Regions from separate parts of the Anser cygnoides genome. Here region 1 is linked to region 2. Evidence: chromatin contacts called from public Hi-C data. All regions are on one chromosome and are shown on one strand. Each heading gives the region's core, a stretch centred on a gene start, on an enhancer-like site or on the middle of the called end of the contact. The rest is flanking DNA. Distances are from core to core; before and after follow the strand shown. Region 1 overlaps LOC125183335 (a long non-coding RNA gene). Region 2 overlaps NCALD (neurocalcin delta).

Evidence for each region. A called contact is a pair of places that touch in the nucleus more often than the background predicts.
Region 1: a contact with region 2 is called in a Hi-C map of liver, with 14 times the contacts expected there. The contact joins two enhancer-like sites. A contact is called at or near these places in 2 of 7 Hi-C or Micro-C datasets (both in liver).

The regions. Positions count from the first base shown.
Region 1 is chr2:142,283,526-142,287,536 of Taihu_goose_T2T_genome, reverse strand. LOC125183335 (a long non-coding RNA gene) reads right to left here. Exons shown (of 3, transcript XR_010828762.1): 2 at 1-890. Among named protein-coding and RNA genes, the nearest start is that of KLF10, 7.2 kb to the right of the region's middle. Within about 2 kb of position 1,681, at least 2 of the 3 cell types and tissues checked have open chromatin away from gene starts, as enhancers often do. A contact at or near this core is called in liver, where this site is marked.
Region 2 is chr2:141,949,297-141,953,428 of Taihu_goose_T2T_genome, reverse strand. It overlaps NCALD (neurocalcin delta), which reads left to right. Exons shown (of 5, transcript XR_010828742.1): 5 at 187-4,132. Among named protein-coding and RNA genes, the nearest start is that of NCALD, 47 kb to the left of the region's middle. Within about 2 kb of position 2,173, at least 2 of the 3 cell types and tissues checked have open chromatin away from gene starts, as enhancers often do. A contact at or near this core is called in liver, where this site is marked.

The sequences.
Region 1 (4,011 bases), core at 432-2,931, 330 kb before region 2:
AGCACGGGTTGCTGCTCTGCGTTTCTTCGGTTTAATAGATACTTTTCATGAAGTGGCTTATTTTACGTGTATGTATGCCAGCTTCTCAGCTTTGCCTTCCGTAGTTGTGTTAGCCAGGATGATACCGTATCACAGATTTCACTGTGACTACGAGCATTCACAAGGCCTCAAATCGCTCTGATATGAAATCTGAGCCTTTAACTCACTGCAGGTGAGGAAACAGACCCAAAGTGCAACATCAAACTGATAAAATGTGACAATGCGCCTCAAAGTGGGGCAGAAAATACTGGGGTGAGGTAGAGGGGGGACCTCGCACCAGCTTTAGGAATTCCCAAGTCTTCTCCTCCAGAGGATGGAAGAACAAACAAAACTTTCTGGAGAATTATCACAGATGTGACCTGCTCCAGAGAGCGATCTATACGTTACAGCCTACAGCTGTAGGCATCTTTTGGTCTCGTGAGGTTGATTTGAACTTGCGGTTAATGTCAAAGCTTCCTGAGGACAAAAGAAGCCAAAGGACTTCCACCTGTGCTACTTCTGTCTGTATTCATGTTCCAGCACCGGTCTCAGCCAGCACTCGCTGGTCATGAGCAGGACCCACGAGGAGGGCACCTGCTGCTTGTGCGTCCAGGTACATGCAACGGAAATATGAAAACACAAGCAGAACAAAAAAAGTGGCAGATGTGTCCATGAAAGGCTTTGTCAAGTAAAGGGGGTCACGGGAACCCTGGGGCTCTTGTTTGCTGCTTTCTGTGCCACCCCCGCTCACACCGATGCGGGAAATGTCCGTTTCTGGGAGGGATCTGAAGACGGTTCCTGGTAAGCACGTGATCCCGACCACTCAGAGTGGGATGACGGTGTTTTCTGACTGATGATTAAAACCGTTCCAGCTGCAAAACAAACACACACATGCACATAAACATTGCAACATCAGTGTTTCTTTTACAATGGCTGGTGCCATCAAATAAACAAAAATGGCCTTCAGGAGCGGCTCCTGAACCCAACAGCCGGACACATGATTTCTTCTGGTAGTGATCTATCTTTCACGTGCTGTCTTTCAGTCCTTGCTCAAAATAATTCACTGCACTGGGAATCAACAGCTGCAGAATCACACCCTCTTTCTGCCTGCCAAATATCAGCATTTTCTGTCCCTAAACAAAGTGAGATGAAATAGCATTTTCCAAGAATGCCTTTGTGCTGCCAGTACTGCAAAACCGACAGTCACTTTTCAGCAGCACCCGTGAAAAGGCTTAATGGGCTGCTGAAAAGGAACGTGTCAGGCAGTCTTCAGTCATTCATATTGGTGTGAAAGCAGAGCTCACCTACAAAACCCACATCAAGTTGCCTCATCAACTGGAAAATACTTGGAAAATGTTGAAAAAAAAAAATCATAAAACCAAGTATTTCTGAAAGTAGTGAGAAATGAGTGCCAAGTCTCTCCCAGAAGAATGGACCTGGTTGTAAGCAAGTCTTCTTCTCTTCTTTATTTTTATTTTATTTTTTAAACAAGCTACACTTGTGAATCAGCTCTTGGAAATCGCAGGGATCACAAAGCCTGTGACCCCAGTCTTCCAGCTGTACCCAGAAAAGTAACCCCAGGGGCTAGGAAGAGGCTCAGGGTGTACAAGTACTTTTCCACCTAGCAGAACAGAGCCTCTCTACCTATGCTGCCCCACAAGAGAGCCACCTCTGACAGACAGTGAGGGTCAGCTGCTGCCCCATGTAATAAACTGAGAGAAAATGGGAGAAAATGGAAGCTTCTCGCTCAGGACAGAGGTGAAGAAGCAGATCTGGGAGAGCCTGGTTTCCTGCAGGCTTTGAGACTATTCCCCAGGTGCCCCCTCTCAATAGCAACAGCATCCCTTCTCCTCTACTTCCTTGTCCCCAGAACAAGATCCTCAGGCTTCCTCAGCTCCTAAATTGTCATACGCAGCGCTCCCACCACTGTGACTCCTCTCTGTCCAGGTTCTCCTCAGCCTTGCAGGCTGCTCACAGTTGGATTCCCCTCACGTCGCCCACCCGCTCGGCACGGCTACCCACCTGTGGAAGCTGTCCGCGCTCCCGTTATCAGCACCGGAGATGGAGTTGTCATTGCTGAGTGCAATTCCTCCCACATCAGGCAAAAGATGAAATGCACCCCAAACCCCATGATTTGTATTTTATAGCACTCCAATGACTATAAAAAGAGTTATAAAGGCAGACGCTTCCGCTGTAAGCACCTAATCTTAGCCAAACCCCACCCACAGTGGCTCTGGGTACATTTATATTCACTTTGCCATTTGAACCAGAGAACAACCTCGGGCCCAGGGCCACGCGGTGCGAGCTGGCTCGCTTCCCAGCCGCTCGCAACAAGGGTCCTCTGGAGCAGATGATGTGCACCCACGGCAGAGATGAGCAGGAGCACGAGGTCCGTGCCAGAGCACTCCCCTCCTGCCTGGGCCTCGCTGGCCTCCCACGCCAGCACGCTCACCAGCGCAGGCCGTGCTCCACGGCCCTCGGCCGCTGTTTTGCAACAGATGCGTGCATAGACATCTGCAGCCCTCCAGGCATTGACCTCACCCACGGTCTCTTCTTCCCCTTGTGGAGAGGAGACTTTGGACTTTTAGCTGGCTGAGGGAAGTCATTGTCCTGCTCTGGGCTGCACTGGTGTGGCCTCACCTCGAGCACTGCATGTGGTTTTGGGTGCCACAGTATGAGAAGGACATAAAACTATTAGAGAGTGGCCAAAAGAGGGCTACAGAGATGGTGAAGGGTCTAGGGGGGAAGACACATGAGGAGCAGCTGAGGTCCCTTGGTTCATTCAGCCCAGAGCAGAGCAGGCTGAGGGGAGGCCTCATGGCGGCCTGCAGCTCCCTCACGAGGGGAGCGGAGGGGCAGGCGCTGAGCTCTGCTCCCTGGGGACAGCGACAGGACCCGAGGGAACGGCATGGAGCTGGGACAGGGGAGGGTCAGGCTGGGGGTTAGGGAAAGGTTCTGCACCCAGAGGGTGGTCGGAGACTGGGACAGGCTCCCCAGAGCAGTAGTCACAGCATCGAGCCTGCCGGAGTTCAAGGAGTGTTTGGACAACGCTCTCTGAAACGTAGTCTGATTTTTGGGTGGTCCTGTGTGGAGCCAGGAGTTGAACTCGATGATCCTTGTGTGCCCCTTCCAACTTAAAATAAGCTATGACCAGGGAGACAACAGTCCCAGGTGGGCTCAGACCGACAGGGTCTTTACAAGGCTGCCTGCCTACCCCCTAACACTGGCACTTCCCTTATTGGACCCGCCTGCACAGAAAGGAGAACTGCCCCCACCCTTCGGAGGCTGTCAACAACCGCAGATTCATGGATACCATAACCAGCTAATCCAGCTCAGTCTGTGGTGCAGATGCCATCAGTAAAGCATGTCCTGCCCACTAGGGACAGGCCAGTGCCCTCCTCTTCCAGAAGAACCTCCATGATGTCAGGGAGCTCCTCACGCCACCACAAATGGGGCCGGCACCCTGCTGTGGCTCGCCTGCCCCTCTCCTTGCTGCTGTGGCTCCCACAGAGTATCGGTGGGACAAGGTGCAGCATGACTCCAAGGACGAGCTGCGGGACAGAGGAGCTGAGTCAAGGGTTGCCTCATGTCAACAGTGAGCGGCAAGACCCAAGTGCACATCTCCGACGGTGGGATGCAGGGCCAAGGCTCACCCTGTGGTGAGCCTCAGGAACGAGATGTGTGTCCCAAAAAGTGCACTGCAGGACCACAGCAAGCCGCACAGAGGAGAGTTCGGGGAGTGGCGAGATGCCAGCACCCTGCTGCCAGGCGGGAGGTTGGGACAGGCCGCACGTGGCGTTCCCCGTGTGATCTGCCTGTGCCTGAGGCACTGACACAAGCGGGAGAGACAACGATGAGCACCTACTCCCTGTGCACTTCCCACATAGAAAATCATTGCTTCCCCCAGCCCCGCCAACCTGCTCCTGTGTTATCTGCAAGAAAGCCACTCGAGATGAGCAGCACTGGCAAAGCCCAGGGGTTTCGCACACTTCA
Region 2 (4,132 bases), core at 924-3,423:
CATAAAATTGTAGCATTTATATTTCCTTTATTTTAGTAAAGCTCAAAAGTCTGTACTGAAACAAGGAAATGGTACGCTTTATGGTATATTTATATATATAAAAATTAAAATGACAAAAAAAAAAAAAAAAAAACGAAAAAAAGATCAGCTCCGAGAGAAATGTTGAATGTTTATCTTTTCGCCTAGATGCAGGACTTCTGAAATTTGCCGCTGCAAAACCTCCATCCTTTGGCCAGAGTCGCTGCATTCAAAGCTGGGGTGCAGGCGTGGGATTTCTTGGTAACTGTACAAGCGCTGCTGCGACGGAAAGGCTTTGGTGACAGGAGGCATTACGCTGACTAAACTGGCATTAATCTGTCATTAGCTGAAGGCTGCTCTGTGGTCCCGCTGGCGAGGTGTCCGCGCGGGCAGCGCACAGCCTTGGGAGCCCGTGGGCTCGGCAGGACGACCTTTGCCTGACAGGCGAGGCTGGCGTTTTGTCAAGTGACCTTGTAGATGCTAATCCCCGGTAGCCTTAATTTAAAATAAACTGAGTAAAATAAGTCTGCTTCGCAGATGATGATTAACTAAGTACTAATTAGAAGTCATGAAAAAGTAGCCGAGTGTGAATAATTTTTTGTTGAACACTAGCTAGCATGTACAATAATTAAGAGAGAAAAAAAATCCCTAGACTTAATTTCTCATTACCATTTGCTTTGCCAGGTTTGATACGCAAAGCCTATTAAAATAAAATAAAAATAAATTAAAAATAACATTGTTAATCAGTTGTACTAAAACGATCATGAGTGGCTAATTGCACATAATAAAAATCTTCAGGCGCACACTTTTGTCTCAAATGATCACAGAAAGCCAACTGATGATTTATTCCTGTGAAATTAATTAAAATCCTGAGCCGAGGTGTGTGGGGGAAAGTGAGAAAGCAGGAGAGGCCCAAGCACAGACACGAACAGCTTGCAATACTTAGTGCTCTCAGCTGTTACAAGCATCACGGGCAAATTTTGCACAGATTCTTCCCGTCGGTGGAAATGTCGCTTAGCTATTTCTCCCTAACCCGCCCTGCTGTAGGAGAGCCCTGTCCCCATCACCCCGCGCGAGTTCAAAGCCGTGTTTCTCCTCCAGTGCTTGGGGTTGCTGTTGGCATGCTCGCACCTCCGTCCAGATAGAGGACGGAGCACTCGGTCCCCTGCCTGCCTGCCCCGCGTGCCCCGCCACTGCCACCGCAGAGCTAAGTGGTGCTGGGGGAACCCCAAGGGACACAAAACACCTCAGCGCAGCCTCCAGGTCAGAAGCAGCCCTGTAAAAGCTGGCACTTACTGGGGATGAACGTGAAACCTTCCCGTGGTCCCATCTTCTTTTTGCTGTTGTGAAAGTAGTGGTGGGTGACTGAGACTTTTAAAGCGTTGCCTTTTATTTAAGCATCTGCATTCCACCTCTCTTTAGTTTTACAAGGCATTTCTGGCCCAGCACCTAACTCCAGTTTGTTTTAGCTCGGTAGTTTCGGGGTTTCACGTGTTAATGCTGTCCAACATGTGTTTGAAAACACAACCTGCGACGTGACCCCAGGCCAGCGGAGATGTAATTCTTTCCACAGCTCATGAGATCTGGAAGAATAAGAGTCGTCCTCCAGCTGCAGAGGACATAGCTGCAGATAAAAGTATTGTATAAACATTTACAGAGTGAACCAAGGTTACTCTTTTACCTGACTACCGCTGACGATTGGTGTTGTTTTAAATTATTAACTATCCTTTTCTTTCTCTGCCTCTGCATGTACTTTGAAAGTGAGCCCTCACTGAATTGGGTATGGGAGCATCTGCAGACCTCAGAGCAGCAACACTGAAGCATTGAGTGCTGGATTGTGTTTTTCTGCTTTGCTACCATTAACATTTGCAGTCATTGCTGCCTTCATAAACCTTTTGAAAACAAAATGACTGACCTATCCGGTATAAAATTACGCAGCAAGTTAGATACTTTCAAGAGATCAGTTAGAAATATTTCCATACAGGAAGGCTGGCAGACAGTACATGCTATTGCATGTCACCTCTCAATTTCGTAGATACATCCTCCAATAATACTTGCTGGTGGAAAAGGTAACCTTCACTCAAGTATTATCCAGATGAATTAATGAGCATATACAGCATGCAGACTTGATCCACATAGCTTGTGAAATTCTGGGCCAGAAGATGCCAAGTGATGTCTGTGGCTTGTGCTCTTTGCAGTCTTTGTTTTACAATGCTTTGGGAAGGGAAACAGGAGCACAACCCTTGTAAAAGCAGCGTGTGTGTTGTGAGCACTTACAGCTTGAGAGGGGCTGAAAAAAGATCTATGTTTCGATGTTATTTGGAGCCCTGTGAGTTCGAAGCAGTGAATGTTCCTGAGATAATGGGGCTGTGCTGTTCCTCGTAAGAGCTTTTAGGATTTTTACCTTATTGCTGTGGCATTTTGTCCTTTGTTGTTCTCTGCTAGAAAGCATGACCTCTGCATTTTCAGGACACTGCTGCTTAAAACACTAAGCCAGAAGTGTGTAAATTCTGTGGCTGGAAGTGGTCTGTGTGCAGCAGCAGTACCTGGGGTCCCCAAGTTTAATAACCACCCCCGTGAGCTGAGCCCCGGGGATGTCCAGCGTGCACCTTCCCGCTGGTGGAAAACATGCAATAATGGAGCTTAGCTTACTTCTCTTGCACCGCAGGCTGCACTAAGTCGCATTACCTTGCACCTGCTGGGGGCTGAAAGCACCCGCCCGGGCAGAAACTCAGGCTCGGCTGACTCATGGAAACTGGGTGAGCTGTGGTAGCTGGTGTTGAGTCCTAATCCATGGCCTAAGCTGAGATGAGAACACGGCCGTGGCCGTATGATGCTCAGTACATGTGAGCAGGGGGACACGGTGACAAGTGGCAGGTCCCCGGGGACACACAGCTGTGGGAGGGAGCCCCCTGCACCTCAACGAACGCAGCTGTCCCCGCTGTTATAAAACTTTGTCTTGTCTTTTTTTAGCAACACCGGTGAAGATGCAGAATCATAGCCGTACGGTCAGGATAGAGGAGACATCCTCCAGAAGGGTTTGCTTTTGGAGCCTGGTGCAGGGACACAAAGCAAAACGAGCTGAGGAGGGCTGGGCGAGACCTGTCCTGAGCACCCAGCACACCAGCTCCTCCTTTTGTCTCTCACGGTGCTCCCTCGGTTTCATGTGGCCAGGGGGTCTCTGGGGTCTTTGGTGTGAGACCAGTGGAGAAGAACTTTTTATCTGCCCTTTGCGCAAATATTCGGATGCGTTCATTGCTCTGTCGTGCTGGGTGTGATCTCACGTAGGAGTTTGGAAGTGGGGGAAGTCGGTTTCCTTGGTACCACGGGCAGAGCCGACCGTGCTTAGAGACATGGAGGAACTTGGCAAGCAGCAGGTAGCTGAGCAGGACTCCTAGCAGAGTTCTTGATTTGTGCACCGGGCAGATAAGACACGAAGCAGCGACGTGCCAGACCCACAGAGCGATGTAAGACTAGCACAGAAATGGCATCTCCTAACCAGGCAGCTCTGCTCTGCGCATCCAGGCAGAAGACTGCTGGCAAAGTGCTCTTTAAAATACCTTTAGCGTGAACGTGTAGCTGCAGAAGCAGCTCTGCTCTTCCTTGCACAGCAGCAGCAGAGCTGTTCACCATGCCCCAGTTCAGAAATGCCATATGCTCCCCTGGGGAGCTGCTGGTTCGACTTCCAAGTGCAGCTGTGGGCCAAGCTTTGCCTGCAGGAGATTTCCTCCTGGTCTGCCACGAAGGCTCCACTTGACTCTCAGAGCCGAGTTGCCATTTCGCAGGCTGGTGAAGGTGAAAAGAACAGCTGTTTTAAGCACAAGGAGGAAAAAAGGAGCAGGGTTGGTAAATCAGCAGGGAAGGCAGTGACACTAGAAACGGGGACCATCATCGGAGAGGTTGTTAGACCCTTTTGGCATTGTAGAGCAATTGGTTGGACGTGAACATCCTTGTCTCTTGCAGAAACCATCTCTGGCTGCTCTGAGTGTCTCAGCAGCATCCCTTGTTCCAGTCTGGCTTTTGCTGCTGTTGGTTTCAAATGTCCGTGTGAGCTGATCATTGTTTCAGGGATGGGGATTTTCGCAGGATGAGAGAAAAAGGTTTTCAGATATAC